Regions from separate parts of the Mus musculus genome. Here regions 1, 2, 3, 4, 5 and 7 are each linked to region 6. A link is a contact called in public Hi-C, HiChIP or PLAC-seq and promoter capture Hi-C data. All regions are on one chromosome and are shown on one strand. Each heading gives the region's core, a stretch centred on a gene start, on an enhancer-like site or on the middle of the called end of the contact. The rest is flanking DNA. Distances are from core to core; before and after follow the strand shown.

The links. Promoter capture Hi-C pulls out the DNA fragments that hold promoters and counts their contacts. A called contact is a pair of places that touch in the nucleus more often than the background predicts. HiChIP or PLAC-seq counts read pairs in DNA pulled down with a chosen protein or histone mark.
Region 1: a contact with region 6 is called in a promoter capture Hi-C map of second pharyngeal arch cranial neural crest, with 6 times the contacts expected there. The contact joins the enhancer-like site here to the promoter of Sox9 in region 6. A contact is called at or near these places in 8 of 39 promoter capture datasets (the 3T3-L1 cell line, embryonic stem cells, frontonasal cranial neural crest and 4 more), 2 of 484 Hi-C or Micro-C datasets (neural progenitor cells and palatal mesenchyme), 3 of 115 datasets of contacts at active chromatin or transcription factors (craniofacial prominence, embryonic basal ganglia and embryonic limb bud) and 1 of 9 other capture datasets (embryonic stem cells).
Region 2: a contact with region 6 is called in a FOXA1 HiChIP or PLAC-seq map of pancreatic cancer cells. The contact joins the enhancer-like site here to the promoter of Sox9 in region 6. A contact is called at or near these places in 1 of 39 promoter capture datasets (hippocampal neurons), 4 of 484 Hi-C or Micro-C datasets (Sertoli cells, cerebellum, myocytes and 1 more) and 3 of 115 datasets of contacts at active chromatin or transcription factors (embryonic forebrain, pancreatic cancer cells and stem cell-derived neural progenitor cells).
Region 3: an H3K27ac HiChIP or PLAC-seq map of oligodendrocyte precursor cells shows a contact between it and region 6, with 6 times the contacts expected there. The contact joins the enhancer-like site here to the promoter of Sox9 in region 6. A contact is called at or near these places in 6 of 39 promoter capture datasets (the C10 cell line, embryonic stem cells, hippocampal neurons and 2 more), 1 of 15 datasets of contacts at CTCF or cohesin (embryonic stem cells), 8 of 484 Hi-C or Micro-C datasets (cerebellum, embryonic stem cells, muscle stem cells and 1 more) and 13 of 115 datasets of contacts at active chromatin or transcription factors (bone marrow-derived macrophages, craniofacial prominence, embryonic basal ganglia and 10 more).
Region 4: a contact with region 6 is called in a FOXA1 HiChIP or PLAC-seq map of pancreatic cancer cells. The contact joins the promoter of 2610035D17Rik here to the promoter of Sox9 in region 6. A contact is called at or near these places in 1 of 39 promoter capture datasets (the C10 cell line), 1 of 484 Hi-C or Micro-C datasets (muscle stem cells), 7 of 115 datasets of contacts at active chromatin or transcription factors (astrocytes, embryonic basal ganglia, embryonic midbrain and 4 more) and 1 of 9 other capture datasets (adipose tissue).
Region 5: a contact with region 6 is called in a Hi-C map of the N1E-115 cell line, with 19 times the contacts expected there. The contact joins the enhancer-like site here to the promoter of Sox9 in region 6. A contact is called at or near these places in 6 of 39 promoter capture datasets (the 3T3-L1 cell line, cranial neural crest, frontonasal cranial neural crest and 2 more), 3 of 484 Hi-C or Micro-C datasets (the AML12 cell line, the N1E-115 cell line and Sertoli cells) and 6 of 115 datasets of contacts at active chromatin or transcription factors (craniofacial prominence, embryonic basal ganglia, embryonic limb bud and 3 more).
Region 7: a Hi-C map of Sertoli cells shows a contact between it and region 6, with 4 times the contacts expected there. The contact joins the enhancer-like site here to the promoter of Sox9 in region 6. A contact is called at or near these places in 11 of 39 promoter capture datasets (the 3T3-L1 cell line, cranial neural crest, embryonic stem cells and 6 more), 6 of 484 Hi-C or Micro-C datasets (the C2C12 cell line, the N1E-115 cell line, Sertoli cells and 3 more), 5 of 115 datasets of contacts at active chromatin or transcription factors (craniofacial prominence, embryonic basal ganglia, embryonic forebrain and 2 more) and 1 of 9 other capture datasets (liver).

Annotation. Positions count from the first base shown.
Region 1 is chr11:112,388,193-112,391,246 of GRCm38.p6, reverse strand. No RefSeq gene overlaps it. Among named protein-coding and RNA genes, the nearest start is that of Gm39461, 230 kb to the right of the region's middle. Within about 2 kb of position 1,741, at least 2 of the 459 cell types and tissues checked have an H3K27ac peak or open chromatin away from gene starts, as enhancers often do. A contact at or near this core is called in second pharyngeal arch cranial neural crest, where this site is marked.
Region 2 is chr11:113,291,124-113,294,503 of GRCm38.p6, reverse strand. All of the region lies in intron 7 of Slc39a11 (solute carrier family 39 (metal ion transporter), member 11), which reads left to right. Among named protein-coding and RNA genes, the nearest start is that of Gm51927, 16 kb to the left of the region's middle. Within about 2 kb of position 2,018, at least 102 of the 459 cell types and tissues checked have an H3K27ac peak or open chromatin away from gene starts, as enhancers often do. A contact at or near this core is called in Sertoli cells, cerebellum, pancreatic cancer cells and 1 more, where this site is marked.
Region 3 is chr11:113,182,623-113,185,646 of GRCm38.p6, reverse strand. The region is part of intron 1 of 2610035D17Rik (RIKEN cDNA 2610035D17 gene); the gene reads left to right. Among named protein-coding and RNA genes, the nearest start is that of 2610035D17Rik, 18 kb to the left of the region's middle. RefSeq lists an enhancer at 1-3,024. Within about 2 kb of position 1,351, at least 29 of the 459 cell types and tissues checked have an H3K27ac peak or open chromatin away from gene starts, as enhancers often do. A contact at or near this core is called in neural stem cells, oligodendrocyte precursor cells and stem cell-derived neural progenitor cells, where this site is marked.
Region 4 is chr11:113,199,848-113,203,259 of GRCm38.p6, reverse strand. 2610035D17Rik (RIKEN cDNA 2610035D17 gene) reads left to right here and starts at 1,422. Exons shown (of 3, transcript NR_015556.2): 1 at 1,422-1,969.
Region 5 is chr11:112,271,513-112,274,584 of GRCm38.p6, reverse strand. No RefSeq gene overlaps it. Among named protein-coding and RNA genes, the nearest start is that of Gm39461, 120 kb to the right of the region's middle. Within about 2 kb of position 1,309, at least 1 of the 459 cell types and tissues checked has an H3K27ac peak or open chromatin away from gene starts, as enhancers often do. A contact at or near this core is called in the N1E-115 cell line, where this site is marked.
Region 6 is chr11:112,780,577-112,783,987 of GRCm38.p6, reverse strand. Sox9 (SRY (sex determining region Y)-box 9) reads right to left here and starts at 1,778. Exons shown (of 3, transcript NM_011448.4): 1 at 973-1,778; 2 at 1-179. The coding sequence starts at 1,403. RefSeq lists a promoter at 1,449-1,956, a cis regulatory region at 2,158-2,172 and an enhancer at 2,949-3,411.
Region 7 is chr11:112,344,996-112,348,314 of GRCm38.p6, reverse strand. No RefSeq gene overlaps it. Among named protein-coding and RNA genes, the nearest start is that of Gm39461, 190 kb to the right of the region's middle. Within about 2 kb of position 2,029, at least 19 of the 459 cell types and tissues checked have an H3K27ac peak or open chromatin away from gene starts, as enhancers often do. A contact at or near this core is called in the N1E-115 cell line and Sertoli cells, where this site is marked.

The DNA.
Region 1 (3,054 bases), core at 492-2,991, 390 kb after region 6:
GTCTTTTCGCTATTGCTGTTGTAAGCAAATTTCTTAACTGTAGCCATGCTTTGTCTTTTGTTATGTATGTAGACTGTTTCTAAGCAAAGACACACGATATCAGTACGATTCTACTTAGGCTCAACAATCTGCATTATTGCCTTTACCAACCTAAACTCCGGATATATGCTTTAAAACAATTTACTGAGATGATTAACTATGTTATTTTTATGAAATTACCACAAATGACATATGGTTAGTATCTTATCATAAACATAGGTAGTATTTAAATCTATATAGTTAGAATAAATAAGATCATTAAGAACTGTGTACGGGGGCACATGTTTGTGATCTCAGCCCTGGAGAGGCTGAAGTAGGGTGATCGTGAATTCCAGTTTCAACTGGGTTACTTAAAATGAAATACAGGCAAACCTAGCACACCTAGAGAGAAATAGGTTCCTACCAAAAGTGTTGCGCATATTTGACCACCTCAGTTCTTTTTCAAAAATGGGAGATTCCAAATGAGTACAAGGAAGCAGAGAAAAGCAAGACCTACTTGGCCTGCAGTTGAAGTTGCTTCAGATGCGCATGAAGAAGGACAGAGTTCCTCCTCTGCTCCCAAAGAAGATGTGACAGTCTCTACACCTCTGTGCCATCACACAACCCAACATGCACCCGTAGGCTTTGCTCATTCCAAAAACATGCTAGCTTCAATGGAAGGTCTATGGTGAGATACTCAGTATAAAGCAGAAAAGAGAATTCGATTTGCCACTTGCAAGTTAGACTCTGGACTACTGTGTGTAATGAAAATAAAAAAGACTGGAGAAATACTGGGGTCGCTGGGAAAGGATTGGAAAGAACCAGGCCTCTTGGTATCTTATTGCAGAACGCATCTAGGGAGATTAAAATTTGAACGTATACTGGCATATACCAACATGGATAAAACCACATGACATCATATGTCAATTGCATTTGAGTATGAAGAACTACTGGGCTGTTTTCTTTTACAATATCCCTTAATAATTTCTATATATAGTTTATATGAACATGGCATTGGAGTTTGTTGTCAAAGACAATTATATCCACTGATGTCTGTGCTCTTTCGGGGCTATAATGACTTAGGTGTAGGGTTCAAGGCTTAATAAACATTTACCATTTACCAGAACGACAATCACTTGTATCAGGAAGTGCCTCTGTTGACACAGAATATTCAGATGAGTCTGAGACCCATCCATACTTGGCAGTTTACTTAGAAAAATCTTCCATGTTATCAAGGACAGGCAGCCCCTTAGCTCTGGAAAACATTGGGCTCTATCCATATACAAATATCAGAACATACATAGCAGTCTCACTTTTTCTTAGGTCAAACAAAGCCTCTGTTGACAGTTGACTTAAGTGAGACTATCCTCAGTTGAAAACTTGAGAAACAGGCCATTTAGTGGCCAAGTGATGAGGCATGTTGCCCAGCATTAGGGAAAAGTGCTCATTTAAAGGCTCATATGCAACACTGGAAATTCAGCCATAGTTACAGTAGTGACCCTGGATGCTCTCCTTGCTTGTGAGCTTGTCTGACCACTAAATGATTGATGAGAAGGCTCAGTGGATGAGAGCGCCGACTCACTGAGATGTGCAAAATGCACATTTCCTTATTTTTCAATGTAAACTACCAACGTATGGTCAGTTCACTTAAAGAGCATGGTAATATGAGACTTTGTTAGTGTTTCTCTGGTTTAGTTCCTTTCACTCTCCTCCTGGAACACCTAACCCTAATGAAACTTGACATCTTGGTGCTAAAATATGTTAACTCCCCCCCCTCTGCCCCTATTGTGCATTGAAACTGTGCACAAACTCACTGCTAAATCACAGGTCTTTAATGTCTGGTGCCTCTTAGTTATTAAAGAGATGGTTGGAAGACCAAGATTATTTCTTTTCTTATTGAAATATAGAATGATAAGATCAGATGCACAAAGACAAGGAAGATTATAATTGATAGTTAATCTTAGGAGGGGATGCTGTGTTGTTGGCATCCCAGATGCTACTTTCAGGCCATTGTATTTTATAGTTGTTTTACATTGCTCATGAATCATGATTGAAGTCACCCAGAGAAGACAGCTGTCTTGGTCAAGGTCATGAAGGGCATCCCACATCCATTAAAACACAAACTGTGCAGAATAAGGACCTGACTGCTCTGAAGAACCTTCTATGCTCTAGAGTTTTCTTTGGGACCAGCTGGGCTGTTTACTAAGTTTCCTGATTTTTAACACAAATCCCCACTTGTTTCTTCAACTCCTTGGATTCTTTCAAAGATATTGGTCCCCAGGGCTTCCCAATCAAGATGCTGTATGCAGTCTCTCTTCCAAAGTCTGTATCCTAGAACTTAACGAAGTCCAGAGTCGTTGGGCATTTAGAAGATGAACCACTCTTCCAAATAGTGACATGCCACACCAAATGTTGAAGGAAAGCTTTAATGGATCTAGTTTCATATCCCTGCCCTCTTTTCAAAAAACAGCATATGGATACGTTTTTACAAACATCTCTTAAAGATGGAGTGCCTTTTTGTTTTTGTTTTTTGTTTTTTTTGTTTTTTTTGTTTTTCGAGACAGGGTTTCTCTGTATAGCCCTGGCTGTCCTGGAACTCACTTTGTAGACTAGACTGGCTTCAAACTCAGAAATCTGCCTGCCTCTGCCTCCCAAGTGCTGGGATTAAAGGCCTGTGCCACCACGCCTGGCTAAAGATGAAGTGTCTTAAACATTAAAATGAAGCTGAGAGGAGCTGGTTGTAACCAGGACTTATCCTGCCAATCCCAGTGCAGTTATGTAGCACCAACGTTTGCTTTCTGGTACCTCCATCCCTGCTAAAGAATCAGGGTCTTTCATCTTCCTCAGGGGTAATAATATCTAGCAAAGTATCTGGCCCTTCCAGAAAATTCCCATGATTGAGAAATTTAAGATAATTATGGCATGACTAAAGGTCTATGATTTGCAACTATTAGTAAGGCTATCATATTTTTAAGGAAACGGAAGCAGTGTTATGTGTAGAGTCACCTACACATGTTAGCAGCCACTTTACTTGCA
Region 2 (3,380 bases), core at 769-3,268, 510 kb before region 6:
CTGTGTAGTACTGAATAAGATCATGTGTCACCAGTCTGTTTCTAATGATTGCTTGGTGGGGGCTGCTGACCCAAGGCAGAGGTGTGGCCATTCTTTAGCAAGTAAGGGCATTTAAGTTCTGTCCACCAGATTCCCAAACTCACAAAGCTAACATTTCCTGAGCTCCTTCCACGTGGAGACCTTGTGTCTGGACACAGGACACCTTGTATCCCATCTTTGCCTTCCAGCCTTTTGTGTGAGAGAAGATGATATACTCACTTTGCAGATGTAAAATGTAGGTTGGACTGCTCAGGGCAGATGTAGGTTTTGACCCCAAACAGCCCAACTACGGAGCCTGTGCCTCTAACCACTACCCTTCTTTGCCTTTCAAGATAACACATCTGTTGTAACCTAAAGACTTAGAAAGAGTCCTCCAAAGTGGTAGGGAACTGGGGTCAGCTTCCGTGGGGGCAGTATGTCAACCCCCATCATGAGTACTTTGGATGTCCTCTGTTGAAATCCCGGCTCAACTGTCAAGAGCATCTTCTATCTCCCTGGGGAGGCCGGGAGACAACAATGTACAAAAATCACGTCAGTGAGAATCAGTCTACGCGGCCAGTCCTACAGGAAGCAGATGCTAATGTTGAGGAAGGCTTTGAGTGTGTCTATAGGTGCTTGCCGCTATGGTGAGAACCATAGCCCTTAATGGCTCCCCTGAGTGGTGGGTAAGGAAGAATATACAGAACAGAGGGAGGAAGAGGAGGTGAAAGGAGGAAGGGAAGGATAGAGAAAGGGAGGAAGGGAGTGGGAGCAAGGGAAGGGACACCCCAGAGAGGTGGGACCAAGATGATCTGGTGGCACCTAAGTCGTGAACTGCTTGCCTGGACCCACCTAGTGGGAGAGGTGGACAGATGGGCAAGGTCACTGAGAAAGACAGAGATACAGAGCAGGGGTCACTTGTCCTAGAAAGTTCCAGAATGGAGGTGATTGGGGGTGGGGGTGATGTCTTAACTGCCAGCGCTGCGGAGGTTCTTCCATGGCAGTGGGCCCTGCCTCATTCAGTTATTGGACTTATTGGACTAGAATGGGTCCCAAGTCCTCTATGACTGGGAATGCTTATGAGATAAGCGGGGTGGGGAGGATTGAGGAGGTTAGAGAGACACAATGGGGGTTTGTAGCGATACAGGCACACTGGGGGGAAGACACCCCTGTGACAGTGTGACAGAGTTTGAGCTGATACAGATACAAATAAAAGCCTTCCCGGAATGTTCAGGTGCCACCCGGAGCTGGAACAGGCAGGAAGGATCCTCCCTAGAGCTACCGAAGAGCCTGGCCCCGCTGACACCTTGACTATGGACTTTTGGCCACAGGAACCCTGAGAAGTCTCTGCTCCAATAGCCCCAAGGAACTCACGGGGAGAGTCTGCCCAGGCAGCAGCTCAGGCCTCCCTGACCTGGTCCTTGCTTAGCTTTCTAAACCACTTCCTACTACAGAGCCTGGAATTCACGTCGTAATCCATGTCCCATCCACGGCCACGCATCAGCTCCCCTTGACCTTTGGCAGTTTTGCTAGGAGGAGGAGGAGGAGGAGGAGGAGGAGAAGGAGGAGGAGGAGGAGGAGGAGGTGGAGGAGGAGGAGGAGGAAGAGGAGGAGGAGGAGGAGAAGGAGGAGGAGGAGGAGGAGGAAGAGGAGGTGGAGGAGGAAGAAGAGGAGGAGGAAGAGGAGGAGGAGGAAGAGGAGGAGGAGGAGGAGGAGAAGGAGGAGGAAGAGGAGGAGGAGGTTAAAATTTGGGAGGCCAGTCCTTCTCCTCCAGATCTCCCTCAGTTCAGTTTGAACCAGACGGCAGCAAAGCAGCCGGTGTTCTACCTCCTTCAGCAACCTTCAGAGTGGGGCCCATGGGAGAGTCAGGGCTGTCCCGTGTTGGAGCTATTAAATTGTCATAAGAAAGAGGCCTTTGTCGCAGGGACACAGCCCTCAGCCCAGTCACAGAGACAGATTGTGCCAGAAAACAAATAACAGAAGAAAGAAAAAAAAAAAAGTTCAACCACAGCATTCTTTGCAACTTCAGTCACTTGCCTCCTGTCTGTCCTTAAAGGACGAAGTTCCTTTCATCATCCTGATTCCTACCGAGAGGTTATTGGCTTTTAATTCCACCCAGAACCCAGAGCCCTGTGGAGACCCTTGCCCAGACCATCTGCACGGCCTGCTGCCTGCTTTGGCAGCCATGACCACGGGCCTGCGGGAGGGGAGACAGAGGTCCCTCAGGCCTGGACAGGCGCTCAGAAGAACCAAGGCTGCAGCTGGAGTTTTCAGTCAATAGGGGTCAGCAGGACTAAGTTCTGAACACCTCAACCCACAAACCTGTGTTCAAATCCCAACTAGTATCTGCAGCCCAGGTCTGGGGGGCAAAGGGCACTCTGGACCCACGTGACCAGGGAGCCCCTGACTCCACCCCCATCCAGCCCCAAATCTTCTCAGAATATTTCCCACAAAACCCTTAGCCCTGGTAGCCAGCCCGGGCCACACAGCTGTGCTTGGGACTTCCCAGTGGAGACTTTGCAGGCAGTTCTGGCAGCCGGGCTGCCTTAGCTGGATCTTGTTGTCCTCAAGGAGACTAAGAAGGCCTGGCCTCTGGGGAGTGAGGCCCACATCCTGCCTGTGAAGATGGGCGCACTCCTAAGAAGGCTTTGGGTTGTGGTGCTAGGCCGGCGCTCTGCCTAGCTCCGATGTCTCCTCAACCTCTTTGTGATAGGACTTCACTGTGCAGCCCTGCCTGGCTCCAAACCCGAGACACTCTTGTCTCTATCGCTCAAGAGTGCTGAAGTCACAGGCTTGTGCCAGCACACCGGCAAGGGTGATTTTAAGAAACAATACAACACCGTAACCCAACAAGATGTGGCCGTGAATATGGCTCAGTCGGTAGAGCCCTAATGCAGCCTGCTCCAAGCCTTGGGTTCGATTCCCAGCATGTCACCAACTGGTCATGGTGGCACATGCAAGGTCTTCCTGAACCTCAGATAAGCCTGAGGCCATGCTGGAATAAATGAGACCCCCGCCTGCCTACAGATAAATGAGGCTGTAAAGAAGGTATATCCATATTGGAAGAGACTACAGTGTGAATGTGGGGGAGGGGGAGGGGCTACCCTGTCCTTCTCCAAGTCCCCAAATCCAGGCTCTAGCCCTGACGTGGTGCATAGCACGTCAGGGTCGGGGGGAGGGGGGCGGCCTCAGCTGTTCCCATGAGCTCCTGGTATACCACATAGGGTGAGAGCCAGGTTTCCAGAAGGAAGGCAGGCAAAGAGGGGCTCACGGAGCCCAGCCTCTGCGCCCTCTGCCCTTCTGCAGGGGCGAGTTCTCCCAGATCTTCTGTATCTGAGCACACGGCCTCTGCAAAGCTCGGG
Region 3 (3,024 bases), core at 102-2,601, 400 kb before region 6:
TCCTTTGGTACCCATTGGGTTGTATCTGGGTACCTTGGTCTTAACTTCTTTTGCCCTGAGTAGATGACTTGAAGTGGAAACTTAAGGGTCCTTTGGAGAGTCAGCTGTGTCGGGCGGTGTTTTGCTGGGGCAAACACAAGAAGGAGCGTTTTCTTGAAGGCAGACATAGGTGAAAGGATGTTTTGCTCCAAAGAACAATTTCTAAACTGGCTCATTTCCCCCATATCCTTTCTTTTTCACTCCCTCTGGTGGGTGGTAGGCTAAGAAGGGAGGTTAAAGTGTTTAAGAACCCCAATTAAAAGTAGGCATTGAAAACTTTAAGCTACAGTGATTTGCCATGCCTCTTCATATCCCAGGCAGAACACTGGCCGTGAGTTCTCACGTTCTGCTCAGGTCTGTGTGTTTTGGGATATCACATGCGGGAGGCAGGCAGGGGCTCATCCTCTTCTGGTCTCTTTTGCGTTCCTCTGTGCTTCAGGTCCATCTGTCTTGGCTCTGAAGTCCCCAGTCTCTGCAGGGAGGAGGGTGGTGTACTTCCAGCAGAGCAGTGAGGATATGGACGCTCTATCGTCCTGTACAGCCTTATCCAGGGAATGAGGGTATGAAGGTGTCATGGCGCTGACCTGGTGACTGCATCAGCCCTTGGAGGTGGCTGATGAATGTCAGAGCCAGATGAGAGGTCGGAGGTCTATGTGTCTGGGTGTTGATTTCAAACTACCTTCCCTCGCTCTGCCAGGATAGAGGCTCTGGGCATTTCTTTGCTGACTCCTGAACCCTACCAAGTTGGAACAGTCAACCTGTGTTGGGCAGGGTGACGAGCGTCTCATTTTTGGCTCAATGTTCCTGTGTGCGGTTGCGCCCTGCCTTCCAGGAGCCCAGGAGAGCAAGCCCTTGTTGTAGAAGCTCATGCAGGTTGTATGGACAGTCTTCAAACACATCTGGGGCCCCCCTGACTCAGCTTGTTGGGGAGGAGCATCAGCTGCTGTTTGGCTTTGACCCTATTCTACTTGAACTTTTTTGAGGGGCCATGAGAAGCGTAACCCAGTCTGTCAGAGGTGTTTTGGAAGACTCACCGGAAAGTCATTCTGTTTTACCTGTATGTGAACCAGAGGGAGGGGCTGGGTTAAATGGGCCACAGGCACCTCCCGTCCCTGGACAGCCCTTCCAGAAGAACGAGAGGAGAAACACTTCAGCACAAGTGTTTCTCCCTCCCCCAACAGTGTCATAAGACTGCTGTTCTTCATCCATGGTAGGGATGCTTTGCATAAAGGAGACTTCAGACAGGGCAAGGCTGGGAGGGTGAGCAAGTTAGTGGCAGGAGGTGGGGGCGCTGAGGGACCGAGTCATTTGTTAGGGCTATGGAAACAATACAGTGTTTGTCTCCAGAGGACGCTGGTGCTGGGGAAGGCGAGCCAAGATGGGCCCAGGCAGAAAGAAAACAAGCACAGGTCTGAGGAAAATGTGGTGACCCCCGAGGAGCAAGGAGAAAGAAGCCTTTGTCTCGGGAGGTCGGGGCAGGGGTGCAGGCAACGAGGCCTGTGGTATGGGACAATCGCTGCCTCTCTCCTGAGGTCCTGGGTCCCTAGAAGAGGCTCAGAGGGACCAAGACACCCACCTTGATGGGAGTTTCAGGAGTGGCTGGTCTCAGACCTTTCCTTCTGGAGTGTGCTTGTGTTTTAGGGTCTTTATCAGTCCAATTCTATGAGGGTGGTGCTGGGAAGGAGGAAGCCACAGTGGAGTGCGTCCCCCCCTGGAGTTAGGAGGGAGAGTGGACAGAAGGTCTGTCCTGGCAGGTGTGTGTGTGTTTGCTACAGCATGGCTGGCTGATCTGATGCCGGGACAGAGATGTCCCTGGAGCTTGGAGATCAGCCAATGGGATCCCAGGAGGAGGATGTCAGTAGGGACTCTGTGTGTGTGTGTGTGTGTGTGTGTGTGTGTGTGTGTGTGTGTGTACTGTTAGTGAAGAAGCAGACCTCTTCCACAGAGCTCTCTGGGAGACTGACAGTCCACTCCTACACACGCCTGGGCAGTTATATCCTCTCGCTCCACGGACTTGGCTTCCTTTCTCACCATCAGTTCAGAGTCCCTCCCCCCCCCATGGGATTGTGGGTACACACCAGGGGCCCAGGCTGCCCTCGAACTCACTATATTGCACAGATCAATCTCAAACTTATGGTTTCCCCCCTTAGCCTTCTGAGTACTGGCTTTACAGACTACATCACCATGGCAGGTATTTTTATTTTTATTTTTATTTTATTTTATTTTATTTTATTTTATTTTATTTTATTTTATGTGGGTGGGTCTTTGGCCTGCATGTATGTGTACTGTGTGTATGCAGTGCCCACAGAGGCCAGCAGAGGATATCAGACTCCCTAGAGCTATAGTTGTGGATGGCTATGAGCTGTTTTATAGGTGCTGGGGAAGAGTAGCCGGTGCCTTTAGCCCCAGAACCGTCTCTCCAGCCCCGTGGCTTTGTCTGTAACGTAGACCCCTGACTCCTTGGCAGATGCATCCTTTCTGGGCTATCACTGGAGTCCTTGCTGAACTTGTCTTTGTCACATGACAGTAGCCATGGATGCCCTGCAGGACAGTGTGGTGCTGAGAGCGGCCTTTCCGTTCTGACAGACTCAATACTATGGGAACCACACGAGAACTTCCTAGGGGTCTGGCCAGTCTCTGTGCCACTATGGAGAGAGAATGTTCTCGAAAGATGGCAGAGGATTTTAGGGTCTGGGCTGTGGCTATCGGCTATTGTCAGCACAGCAGCACATACATATATGTGTGCTCAAACACACGTGTGTGCACACATGTGCACATGTGTTCCTCACAAGGGGTTTAGAGGTAGGCAGTGTTGTGACCTCTGTTTGACTGATGGGGTGGCAGAAGCACAGAGAGGGCTAGTAAGCTGCTGTCAATCACACAGCGCGTTAAGTGGTGCCACCTGGCGCCAACCCAAACCCTCTGGCTACAGAGACTGTTCCAAGTGCTTAGCAGTGTTTCCTGCCCAGCTGAAGGCTGCTGTGT
Region 4 (3,412 bases), core at 173-2,672, 420 kb before region 6:
AGTTCTTCTTTCCGTTATATTTTGGGCTTTCTTGTTCTCTTTTCTTCACGTTATTCTGTGCCCACGTGTACTTGTTTACGTGTATACACAGAGCTTTGGCTAGGTTCCTCATATGAAGCAGATGGCACGGCTTTTTCTTTCTGAGATTATATGACCTTGCTTAATATTATCCACTCTAAGCCCATCCATTTTCCTGCAAAAATTTTGAAATTTCAGTTTTCCCTAAGAGCTGAATAGTATTTCATTTTGTATACATACCAGATTCTCATTATCCATTTATCTGCTGATTGACATCTTGATTGAGGCTGGGTTTTTTGCTGTAGCAAATAAAGCATCAATAAACACCGTGTGTGTGTGTGTGTGTGTGTGTGTGTGTGTGTGTGTGTGTGTATGTGTGTGTGTGTGTGTGTGTGTGTGTGTGTGTATGTGTGTGTGTATGTGTGTGTGTGTATGTGTATGTGTGTGTGTGTATGTGTATGTGTGTGTGTGTGCAAAAAACTCTATGGTAGGATATGGACTTCTCTGGGTATATACCCAGGAGTAAAATTTTGGGTCATATGGGCAGCTCTATTTTCAACTTTTCGAGAAATCTCCCAACTGATCTACCTGAACACTGGCTGAATTAACTCCCCCTCCCACCAACAGTGAGTAAGGGCTACTCCCTCTGCCCAGCTTCTCCAATGTGTCCTGACAGACTTGTCGACAACAGTAATTCTCACTGGGGTGGGACAGATCTCATCAGAGTTTTATTTTGCATTTCCTTTATTATCCATCTGAGTTCCCTTTCCTCTTGGCTTTCCTCTCTCTCTCTCTCTCTCTCTCTCTCTCTCTCTCTCTCTCTCTCTGTCAATTCAGTTCAGCTGCCCGTTTCTTGATTGGCAGTTTTACCTCTTTGGTATTTAATGTCTGCGTTTCTTTGCAAATTCTAGATAGTAACCCCTTGTAGCTGGCACAGATTTCCCCCTTCTGTGGGCTGTCACTTAACTCTACAGGTTCCTTTGCTTTCCACAGCTTTTTGTTTTCATGCAGCCTTGAGTTGATTTATTTACAAGGTGAAAATATGCAATCCAATGTATGACTTTGTCTCCTTTGTCAAAAATTAAGTGGCTGTTTAGTGTCAGTTGCTTTTGACAGTATTTTATCACAGCAACGGAAAAGAAACTAAGGCAACGAGATAACTTCTAGAAGAAGAGATAAATTCCAGAACAGAATGGAATCTCTTCGTTACAAAGTTTGCGAAGGGAGGTAGCTGTGGTGAGTCTACCCTTTGCCAATATTCTCCATGAGCGGAAGGAGTAAGAAGACAAAACTACAACTCCCAGGATACCATTCGGCCAATCGACCACTTTACTCCGCCCTCTGGCCGTGCCCACCCGCAAACCCGTCTCTATAAAAAAGGCTGGAATGGCCCAACGGCTCGCAGAGCTCAGTGGTGGCGCAGAAAGTGTTCACTTCTTCTGTTTCGGGCTGTACGCTGTGGTTCTGCGCCTCCAGGGCTTTGCTGCCTGGCGAGCGTCCTCCCTGTACCACAGGATCCTTGCCCGACTACAAACCCGAGGCTTCTATTAGGATAGTCTGGATTCGCCATAGGGGTTTCTCCTAGCGCGGATTGTGTGTTTGCGTTGGCGATGCTCATAGAAGAAAGGCGCAGAGCTGTACGAGGAGGCGGGATGCACGGGTCAGAGCCCTCGGTGGCCTCCGCCCGCTGCTCTTGGCGCCGGTCCGCTCCTGGAGATAGCGCGGCAGCCGCCTGGGAGGCGAAGCGCGTAATCTCCGCGCTACCCACGCGGGGCCGCGGCGTGGTGGCCGCACTTTGGCTTTGGGCGCTGGATGGACAGTGGGGTAAAGGGTTGGGGTTCCCCTAACGTGGATTACTTGGTGCTTATCAACTGGATTTAGAAGACTCTCGACCTGGTCTCCATCATCCGTGGGTTGTCTTTCCATCTCCCAGCCGCTCTTTCACCTGGAGGTAAGTTTCCCCCCCGCAGTGCGCAGTTGTGGATTTGATTTGCCCTTCTTTAGCCTTGTGTTGGTTTTTGAAGGTTTAAGGATTGACGTCCGGGAAATCATTTTAGCAACCCTCAGGTGGACCCTACTAGCTCAGATCTCTGTAGTCAGCGGCTGTTCTGGGCTCATCGTCCTGTCCTGCGGCATGGATAAGCCATTGGTTACCCCGCGCCAGGACAGAGAGCGCCTGCCTTCTTGGCACTTGCCTTTTGGCAGGGTTGGTCCTTTGGGACCCTTTGCTTTGCTAGCCATGCCTCTCCAGGAAGCTGCCCATTGCACGCAGCGGGCTGCTGAGGCACAGTGTTTGCAAGAGGCCACGGGGGCTGGGTAGCCGTGGGAGCGCTTGGTGGATACTGCATTATTTTCAGGACTGGGCTGCTGTGGAGTTGATGGAGAGATGGGTATTGGCCACCATGTGAGTACAGTTTACCAGGGCAGGAATTTGGTCCAGTGTTTGCACCTACCATCCTCCTCCTCTTGGTGTGACTTTTATGATGAAGAAGACTTTTGCCTTAGGTCTTGAGACATAACTGTAAATCATAGGAGTCAGTACTCAATAATAGGTCTCTCTCCTCCTTGTCCTTTTGTGATTGCGTTGTAGTAGGGAGGTTGGTACCTGTCACGAGGTTGTCTGAGAGTAGGTGTTTGTTGAATGAATGATAGAGCTTCCCCACCCTAAATTACACCAGGTTCCTCTGTTTCCTTTTCCCTCCTGGGCTCTCACCCTTAATTCCAGAACTTTCCCCCTGGTCCTGGTTTCCTGGGGACAATTTCCAGATATGGATTTCTTCTCCCCTCCCCCACCGATCCCTGTCAGCAGTCCTGAGGTGTTCTTTTGGAACGTGTGTGTGTGTGTGTGTGTGGTGGTCCATTTCCCACCCCAGAACTCCCTCCAACAGAGGAAGCTATTCAGCCAGGGACTGGCTTTGGTGAGTGCCCAGGAGCCCTGAGGTCTCAGTCAGCACCTGCGCAAGGAGGGCAGGCTAGGCAGCATAGGAAGAAAAAAAAATGTTTTAAATGAAGTATTATGAGTCTTGACTGTCCTGCAGAAACTGGGGTCCTGCTGCCCCTGGTTCCACCCAGGTGCTTGTGGATGCCCAGGCTGGTTCTGGACGGTTCTCCAGTAAGAAGCGCTGTGTATCTAGCATTGTGGCGACCGGACGCTTTCTGCCAGGTGCACGTTTCTGTAGTTTCTTGTTGTATGGGGACGGGGAGAATGGGTCCTGGAGAGATCGTCTGTGGGTCCTTGGTCAGTGAGACTGGTTTCAAAGGGCCTCTTCTAGGGTCAGGCTGAGGGTGTACAATCCACAGTATTCGTGACTTTGTTTCCTGTTCATGTGCCTCTCCTCCGATCCCCATTTATGACTCTCGTAGCACTACTGAATTCTGCAGCCACCAAGCAAAG
Region 5 (3,072 bases), core at 60-2,559, 510 kb after region 6:
GTATAACAAGAACGAAGATCAGCGATGACCTGGAATGATATTTGCAGGTGGGATATATTCTTATCCTTGACGCACATTCAGCCCTCTCAGGTTGGACTCTAAGTGCCATTTCTTCTTTCATTCTATTCAGGGAAGCTTCTGGTGTCTATGTCAGGCTCTGATTCCTCTTTGTTTATTTTATTGTACATGTTACAAACCTGTTGCTATTGCTGGAGACTGAGTCAAACAAGGAACACGTAAATTCTACTCTGATATGCTTTGTGTTTGTTTCTGGTGAGGTCATGAGCCCAGTTCAACGTTAATGATTGTGTATTTTCATGACTAACAAATATGAGTGCTAAGTGAATTAAGCTGTGAACTCTCCGTTCCCTTCACATCACATACACAATGAAACAAAGTAGATACTGGCTGTGAATGTATCTTTATATCTCCTTTAGAATACCATACCAAGGGATGAGCCAGGCCAGAGACACAGATAAACTATTCCATTCCTCTTGAACTTATTGTCGATACACATTTTTCTCTGAGGTTTATCAAAGTATAACTATCCTGACTTCAGAGCCACACTAAAACTGAGGAGGTAAACTTAATTGATGCAGTTTTAAAGTAATATTATTATATGTATCAGGGGGCTAGCTCAGTGTCAGAGTGCTTGGCAGCATGAGTAGGACCCTAAGCTTGATTTTTCCAGCACCACCAAATCCACTTACTATTACTATTAAGTAGGTATGGCAATGCTTGATCTTTATATAGACATTTGCATCACTTTCCCTATTAATTAAGATTCAAAACATGGTAAGATTCACTGGCAGGCTTTATGGCTTCTCACAGAGGAAAGAGAAGCAGGGTTGATATAAGGGATAAGAAGAAGAAGGATACATCCACTTTTATTAGAACTGAAGACCTTGGAAGCCATAAGCCAGGGCCCTTCTATCCCTAAGATGTGCATTGCCTGCACGGGGCATTTGTGATTTATGGCTTCCTTAAGCAAGGATGGAAAGTGACCAGAGGAACTCTGGGATTGCAATGTCTAGACAGGGTGGAGTCCAAGGAAGCCAGCGCTCTTCTCCGATTAATCTGCAGATGCTTTGGCAAAATTCATTTTGTTTTGACCTGGGAGGAAATGAGAGGCTTGTTTTTGTCTGTGACAAAACCCATAACCTTTAGGATATTGTTGAATGAGCCAGCCTAGTCTATTTTTAGACACCCCCATCCTCTCCAGAGCTGTGGCCTGTTTCTTAGTTCTAGTGCACTAGTGAGGAATAGACTCAAGAGCCAAGATGAAGGGAAAGGGGTCAGAAGAGGCACGCGCTCCTACTCTTAACAATTTAATATTTCTTGAAAACCACCCAGCCTTCCTTATTTTGTGCCCTCGAGTGCCCCGCGGAGAAGCTCTTGGCCTTCAATAAAAACAGAGGTAACAGTCAAGTCAATGCTTTCTAAGTTGTCATTGGTAGCTCTGCCTAGTGACCTGTTCAGACAGTCAGTGTTATTAGTCATTGAGGGAGTTGTATTAGGTCTTAATTAAATCTTTAACAGCCCTTACTGACAAACCCAGATTCTGAGTTCAGATTGTTATTTTTTGCCATGCAATTGCAATGGGGAAAGTAAAGTATCTTGCACGGTGAAAGTGGAGAAATTGGAGGAAGTCCACACAAGTGTTTGCCTTTTCTTCCTCTGGCACTCTCACCTCTTCCTGCACGGATGGCAGTAATGCTGTGACGATGGGACTGAAAATATTTTAAAAACATTTAAAAGTTACCACCGAGAGGAGAAAATGGTACATTTGCACTCGTCTTTCTCCACTTAATGGCATTACCAGAGATGCTTTGTCCCCATGGGCCATAAATTGAGACATCACTCAACAGTTGTCCTGGCAAATTTCCCCCAAGAAGGCCACTTATGAAGTGACCAATCACATCGGAGCCTAATTTACTGAACATTTAAAGCTATTGGGTTGGAGGGGATTAGGATACTGTGAACTTGGGATGTGATCCATTATGCCCCCAGACCGAGAACTCATCCCTACATCCTCTCCACGGAGACTGGGCTGCACTTCCTGTCCCATCAAACTGCAGAAATCATTGCCTAGTCAGGCAAAGCCACCATCTTACTAGTTATAGGCTAAGACATGCAACAGTCCTCCATCTTTTTGGTCTGGAATGGACATTAAGTTTCTCCAGGGGCAGGTTAGCAAGAACACTGAGGTGCATTCCAGGTCAGACAGGAAATGAAGATTATAAGTGAAATGTAATATACATTTCCCCCTGAATTTGGATAACCCAATGACTTAAATTGGGAAGACCTTAGAACTAACCCCTTTCCAGAGCCTCTTCATATTTCACAACTTACCTCTCATGTCAGCATTTGCCCAATATGCTTCCATGTTCCAGGAAAGAAGAATAATTGCAGAGAAATCTTTGGATGTTCCTGTTACACTGGAGGCTCGGCCGTAGAGAAATGGCCCTGGTCTTCTTTGACAGAGGGGAGGTGCCAACTAGCTGTCTGAAGAGGTGGTCACGCCACTCCTGTCCTCTCGGGTATCAAGTGGTAACTAATGTGAAGCTAACACTGAGCCACAAAAGTGATACTCACCCCAAGAGACCAATATGATCTTTCCTGGAAAAAAAATGGGATGAAGGTAAATATGTTTATTCCCAGATGGAACACAGAGCAGTTTTCAGCCTTGACAAAATTCTTGGCAATATAAACTTAGGATTGGGGAAGTACCCATTCAATTTCAGGTCTTACAGTAGTATAAAATAAAAGAACCTTAAAACAAACATCAGTTGGGCCCGGAGATGTAGCTCAACTGGGAGAATGTTTGTCTTGCACACAGAAAGCCTGGCTCTGATCCCTAACCCGTATATAAACCAGGCAGGTGGCACACATCTGTAATACTAGCAGTACAGAGGTAGAGGCAGGATGATCGAAAATTCAGTCATCCTTGGCTCCGTATTTAACTAGAGGTCAGCATGTGCTAGAGACCCTCTCTAAACACGCACATACACATACACACACAACCACCACCACCACCACCACCACCAACAACAACAACAACAACAACAAATA
Region 6 (3,411 bases), core at 529-3,028:
AGATAGCATTAGGAGAGATGTGAGTCTGTTCCGTGGCCTCTTCGGCCTCCGCTTGTCCGTTCTTCACCGACTTCCTCCGCCGGGGCTGGTACTTGTAATCGGGGTGGTCTTTCTTGTGCTGCACGCGCAGCCGCTCCGCCTCCTCCACGAAGGGTCTCTTCTCGCTCTCGTTCAGCAGCCTGGGGGGGGGGGGCAGAAGAAAAGAGGGAGGGGGTCAATGAAACCCCGGGAGCTGTCAGGTCCCCACCCCTCCTTCGCGCACTACCCCCTCCCTCCAGTCTGCTTTCCATCCCTCTCTGAGACTCAGAACTTTTTTTTTCCTTTCTTTTTCTTTTTAAAAAAGTGCTCAGAGTCGACCTGAGCGGTCACTCTTCGCCCCGCCCCCTCCCCTGGCCTCCTATTTTGGAAACCCTGAAGATGGAAATAGCTCCCTGCTGAGGCTGCTCTAAACGCCTTTGCTACCGGAGCGGTCCACCCCTCCCAACACGCAGTAAAAACTTTCCGAAAACCCATTTAAATTGCAAGAAGCTCGCTCTGTTGATCCATGCCCCTGCCGGTTCTCAGTAGCTTTGCCCAATTCTTGCCTGGGTCTCCTCTAGTCTCAGTTACACTTTCCCTTCACTCCATCTCCCCAGGAATGAGCGCAGTTGGCCTAAGGAAGGTGGGCTTGCTTCCTCTAATTGTTCCTTTCCAGAGGGACCAGGCTGGCACACCCCCTCACTCCTTTCTACCTTCCTAAAAGCAGTCATATTCACGCCCCCATTCCCCCCCCCCCCGCCATAACCAAGAGCAATCCCAAGAACTTTCTCAAAATCTGAGCCACTCCCTCCCCCCGCCCCCGGCCGCCCTGCATCCTGGACCAAAGACCCCAGGATGCACAACTCCGCGGCTCAGGGAGGCGGGGCGGGGTCGGTGAGTGCAGCCCGCGTCCCCCCTAGCCACCGAGCCCTCCCTGGCGGCCCGCGCGCTCACCTCCAGAGCTTGCCCAGAGTCTTGCTGAGCTCCGCGTTGTGCAGATGCGGGTACTGGTCTGCCAGCTTCCTGCGCGCAGCCTGCGCCCACACCATGAAGGCGTTCATGGGTCGCTTGACGTGTGGCTTGTTCTTGCTGGAGCCGTTGACGCGCACGGGCATGGGCACCAGCGTCCAGTCGTAGCCCTTCAGCACCTGGCTGACCGCCTCGCGGATGCACACGGGGAACTTATCTTCCTCGCTCTCCTTCTTCAGATCCGGCTCGCCCTTGGGGAAGGTGTTCTCCTGGGGCCGGGTGTTCTCCGTGTCCGAGCCGGAGCCCGAGGGACAGGGCGAACCAGCCGAGTCCTCCGACATGGTGGGGCTGGGGGCGCCAGACAGGCCCTTCTCCTGCTCGTCGGTCATCTTCATGAAGGGGTCCAGGAGATTCATACGCGAGCCCGGGGCAGGGGGCGGGTGGCCGGGAAAGGCGAGAAGCCGCGGCGGCTGGGGCTCCTCTTCCCTCAGCTGCCCGGACGCGGACGCCGAGCGAACGGCTCCCGGGGAGGTTGGCGCGTCACCGGGCTGCGGCGGCGGGCACTTAGCAGAGGCGCTGGGTGGCGGGTCTCAGCTGCCGGCTCTAAACCCGGGGAAGGCGAGTCGGAGCGGAGGAGGAGGGAGGGAAAACAGAGAACGAAACCGGGGCCACTTGCACCTCGTCTCTCTTGCAAAGAAAAGTTCCTGGACTGAAACTGGTAAAGTTGTCGCTCCCACAGAAGTTTCCAGGCAGTTCCGAGCAGCGCTCTCGGCTCTCCGACTTCCAGCTCAGGGTCTCTAATAAATACTCCTCCTTCACGTTAGATACCTCGGGCCAATCACGGCTAGCTCTTGAGTCATCAGTGTTGGCAAGTCGCTGATTGGACCGGATTTTGGAAGGGGGGCTGGGGAGGATTGTGGCTCCGGGTTGGGTGACGAGACAGGAGGGGAGGAGAAGGGAGGGGAGCTCAGCCAGAGGGTGGATGGTGGGGTGAGGGGACTTGGAGGGGGGCGCGGGGCAAGCGGGGGACCCGGGACGTCCGAGTGTGTAAGTTTGCTCTCTACTCTCGGAATGTCACAGTTTTGGAACGGTCTCCGTGTGAACCGATGTGTGTGTGTGTGTGTGTGTGTGTGTGTGTGTGTGTATGTGTGTGTGTGTGTGTGTGTGTGCGCGTGCACGCGAGCGTGTCTAGACTAGGACCCTCCACAACCCCCCACCCCCACTTTTCGATGCTGTCTCCGTGGTACCCGGGACTTCGCTGGCGTTTACAGCAATGGAAATTGCAACAGCTGCTCGTCAAAGCGGAGCTGGGCTTCTGCGCCTGGAGTCTGCCGGCTTCCAAAAAAAGTGCTTAGAAATGGTCTTTTGGAAGCAAATGTTTGGGTGACTCAACGCCCGCTGTTCTCTGTAATAATCCATATAAATAGATTAACGCGCTCTGGTTCAACGAAGCTGGTGTGGTGACTGGAGCTTCTGCTGCGCTCCCGCAGTGGGGAATCAATGAAAACCAAAGCCGAGCACCAGGCAAAGGCTGGCGGCAGGGACCGCGCAGTCCCCGGCTCTTGCGGCCGGTCCCGTGGGCCACGCCGACCTTGAACTGACAAGTCCTTTCCCGGCCCCTCCAGTACTCTGACGCCCCTCGTAGTCAGGATTATTACTTTAGAGTTCTGCTTCTTGCCTCCTGACTGAGTCACAAACACCGTCAGGCTCGCCACTGGAGTTTGCAAAACTACTCCGGGGTTGAGGGCGAAGTTTGCAAAGGTGGCAGGGCCGGGCGGTGAGGCCGAGAAGGCCCTTGACTTGGACTGGAGACTCCAGACAAAACGGGCCACTTTGGCGGAGCCCTGTGGCTCCCTTGCTTGGGCCTTCCTTTTACCAGATACCTAAGAGGGCGAAGCTCTAGGCGTCTGGACTTTAGTTGCGTCCTCTTAGACCTGCACACAGGTGGGCGTTCTGGGGGAGGCCACTTAGGTGTCCGTTGCACTTTAAGAGTGCTTGGAGCCGAAGCTGCGTGTTTACTCAAACTCTTAGAGCAAGGTTGGCTAAGGGAGGAATTATCTTTTCTGGAACGAATAAAAATCTTAGTTGCCACCGGGCGACATGCCCTCGGAACCACAAACAAACTCACAACGGTGTAAAAAAAAAAAAAAGATAAACAATTTCATTTAAACATCCCCTTTCTGATTCTTGCAAAGCTTCGCTTTGAACTTACTAAATTATTGATAAAGCGAATCGGCCTGTATCATATCAAAGACAGGTTCCTCCCCTCTAATTTGCTAAGTGTGGACACTTAGACATAAACGAATCTTTTCTTTGGGATGCTTTTGAAAAGCTCGTTTTCCTCTCGTTTTCTTCCGAAGTGGGCATTTGTTATTTGGGGAAAGGAACTCGTGATAGCAGCAAGCTACAACTCTGTTCAGTCGA
Region 7 (3,319 bases), core at 780-3,279, 440 kb after region 6:
TATCTCGAACATCAATAGTATAGCCCATCACTGTGGAGAAGCTAAGGGAGTGGGAACTTAATGCAGCCAATCACATGCACGGTCAAGGGCACAGAGAAAATGATGCATGCATGCTTTTATTAACCAGCTTCCTCTCTTCTCTCTGTTCAGTCTGGGACCCAGCTGTGAAGTTGGTGCAGCCCATGACAGGTGGTTGGGTATTCCTATACCAATTAATATAATAAAGATAATCCCCCTATAGACATGTCCACTGTCCAACCTGAACTAGCCAGTTCTTCACTGAGACTCACTATTTAAGTGATTCTACATTGTGTCAAGCTGACAATTAAAACTTACCATCACTTGGGCTTGGAGCGATGACTCAACACTCGAGGAGACTAGCTACGCTTTCAGAGGACCTGGGGTCAGTTTCTAGCAGTTCATAACCACCCATAGGAACCATCTCTGAACATGGCAGTTGATGGCAGTCTATAACTCCAGCTCCAGGGCATCCATCACCCTTCTCTGGCCTCTGCAGGTGCCTCATGGATGTGGTGTGGGCAGATAGTCATACAATAAAAAATTACATAACTCAGTAACATAAAATAACATAAAATAACAATAACTCAAGCTTTAAAACAACCCAATCAACCCTGCTGAGTTGATCAGAGAAAATAACAAAAGGGATAGAAATTCTGAGTATCAATCCATTGAGAATGTAAGAGTATGGGTATATATATATATATATCCTACTTTTCTAAGCCCTTCATTTCAGTGCTTGGTTGTTATTAAATGCATGTGTGGGGCAGGAATACTTGAGAGAGAAAAGAATTAATTTGATAATTGTTCCCAAAAGATTTGTGTTTTAATTCCTCAGCAAATTCCTTCTCTAGAATTTGAGAGTAAGAACATAGATTTAGTTATTTTTAAAGCGTTATGATTCAGTGATATTTACTGCCTTCACATCGGTGTATAACCACGGCCTCTGTAAGAACCCTTTCTCTAGTTTTTCACTCAGCAGACGCTTTGGATTCTGCAAACTATATTGGTGTCTTGAAATTCCAGGCCATATCATGAATCCAACCGGAAATATTTTGGACTGGAACTGTCACTTTCCCTTCAACATCATCAAACCCTTTTAGACAGCTGAGTAGATCTGGGTACCAACAGCCTCTTTCCTAGCCATTAAATAGAAAGAAAGATTTAGGAGTCAAACAATCTTGTTGATGACCAGGAGCTCCCTGGCTCTGCAAGGTACATCGCTGGTATTTGCTGAGTTACTTTCAGACTTCCTCAGCTGCTCATTCTTCTTTGTCCACCCACAGCGTTTGCTGACTACCCTGAAATCAGCAATGTTTCACGGAAGAATGTTTCATCCAACCCAAGTTCGGTCAGGACTGAGCTGTAGTACCTCAGGTTCTTTTCACTGTCAGTCCTTGAGCCGAGACAGGAAACTGGAATGGAGAGGTGGTTGCAGGCTTTCAGGTGCTTGGGCATTGGAACTCGTAGACACCTGGCCTGTTATAGTCCTCATGGGCTCGTTTTATGGAATGATTGGTGCCAGACGAAGGTTGCCTGGGCAGGCTGGGGCACTTAGTCATGGGAGTGTTTATGGTGACGTTCTGATAAGAAAGGTGCCATTGGGAAAACTGCAGCTGGGCTTATACAGTTCATCAGCCAGAGATGCCTAGGGCAAGCAGACAACTCTTTACTTCTTTAACCTTGGGATGACTCTTCATTTCCAGACGTGTGCACACAGAGGCAGAGGGAAAGAGAACCCGGCTCTCTCTCTCTCTCTCTCTCTCTCTCTCTCTCTCTCTCTCTCTTTAATAACCTGTCTGTGTCTTTTTTTTTTTTAAATAATCAGTGTGTCTTTGTTTGTCTAGGGCCAGGCATATATGTATCTTCAAACTGTTTAATAGTGATATGTCAAAGAATGTTTTGAGGAAAGAAAAGCCAAAGGAGCGAAGAGGAGGTCCTTTATACACCTCAGCCTCCCTCTCAAGCCCTGCACCTGCTCCCTTTAAAATTCTTTCAGCAGCAATGAGGAAAAATGGTTTTATTATATTGTGACCTTCAGACCAAATCTCCCTTTTTGCAGCGATGGCACTGAGCAGTGTGACTCCAAATAGTATAGTTATTATCCATGCGGCTAAAACATTTGCCTAGGAACAATGGCCACTTTAGAGGAGGAGAATATTTCCTTTGATAAATAATACACTGAAAACATGGGTTAGGCACCAAAATGTTAACATTTAACCACACAGCCACCTATATGCTGACTCTGCATGGGACGAGAAAACTGTACTCTGGTGTTTGCTATGAGTTATAATTTTATTTTATTTTAATTTTTCATCTTATGATATCAGACTTTAAAAGTCAGGCTATCCAATTCCAAGGAGCCACAGAAGCAGAGTGGCCCAATGTCATGTTTACACCGTGACTCAGCAGCTGCAGTCCATTTAAAGGAGACAGACCATTCTAATAACTCACTCTAATTAACTCCCCCTCTCCGATAATGGTTTCTCCTGGGGTTATCCACTAAGAAGAGCTTTGAAGAGGGCTCAAGTTACCAACGAGAGTGAAGATAACACATTTGGATGCTGCTTAGAAGTCTCTGTCCCCAGATACTCATCTTCCTGGGATTCCTATGGTTATTGTCTCCTTTTGACATTTTCCTGGAAAGCTTTTCATCAGATATCAACTGCTCATAAGCCACCAAACTGCCCAGCAGAAAAGCATTTCAAGCTGTCCCATCTTACCATTCTAGCAATGCCTAAAGGACTGTCTTTAACTTGTACAAATAATCAAACATAATAGCCACTAACTGGTGAAGACATGTATTGACCTGTTCTTGCCTACAGTTAAAGTCGCGTCTAAAGAGAAGTGGGTCAGAGGAATGTTGCTTATCAGAGAAAAAGACTGAAGTCCCAGAAAGACAGCACCCTCTTCAGATGGCTTTGCATTCTAACTGAACTTGACTTCAAACATCCTGATGGGCCAGTCACGTGGTTCTGCAAGCCTTTGTTGTTTCGTTGTGAATTCTGCAGTAATGCCACCCAGAAAGAAATCCTGCCTGCTAACCCTGCAAACCACAAGTTCCGAGGCTGTTTAATTGTTCTCCCTTTTGTTGTAATTCGTCACCAGTGAGGGGGAGGATAGCTGTTATCTTTAAGTCTAACATTTCAAAATATATCTGGGCCAGTAGAAACAGTCTCCTTCAAAAGCACATGGGGACACTTTGATGTCACCCCAGATTAGGCCTCTGGAAGTCACTCATCACTGGGGACACAGTTAATGTCTCTCTCCAATTTGGTCTTTCTTCCTGTTTCTGTCATTC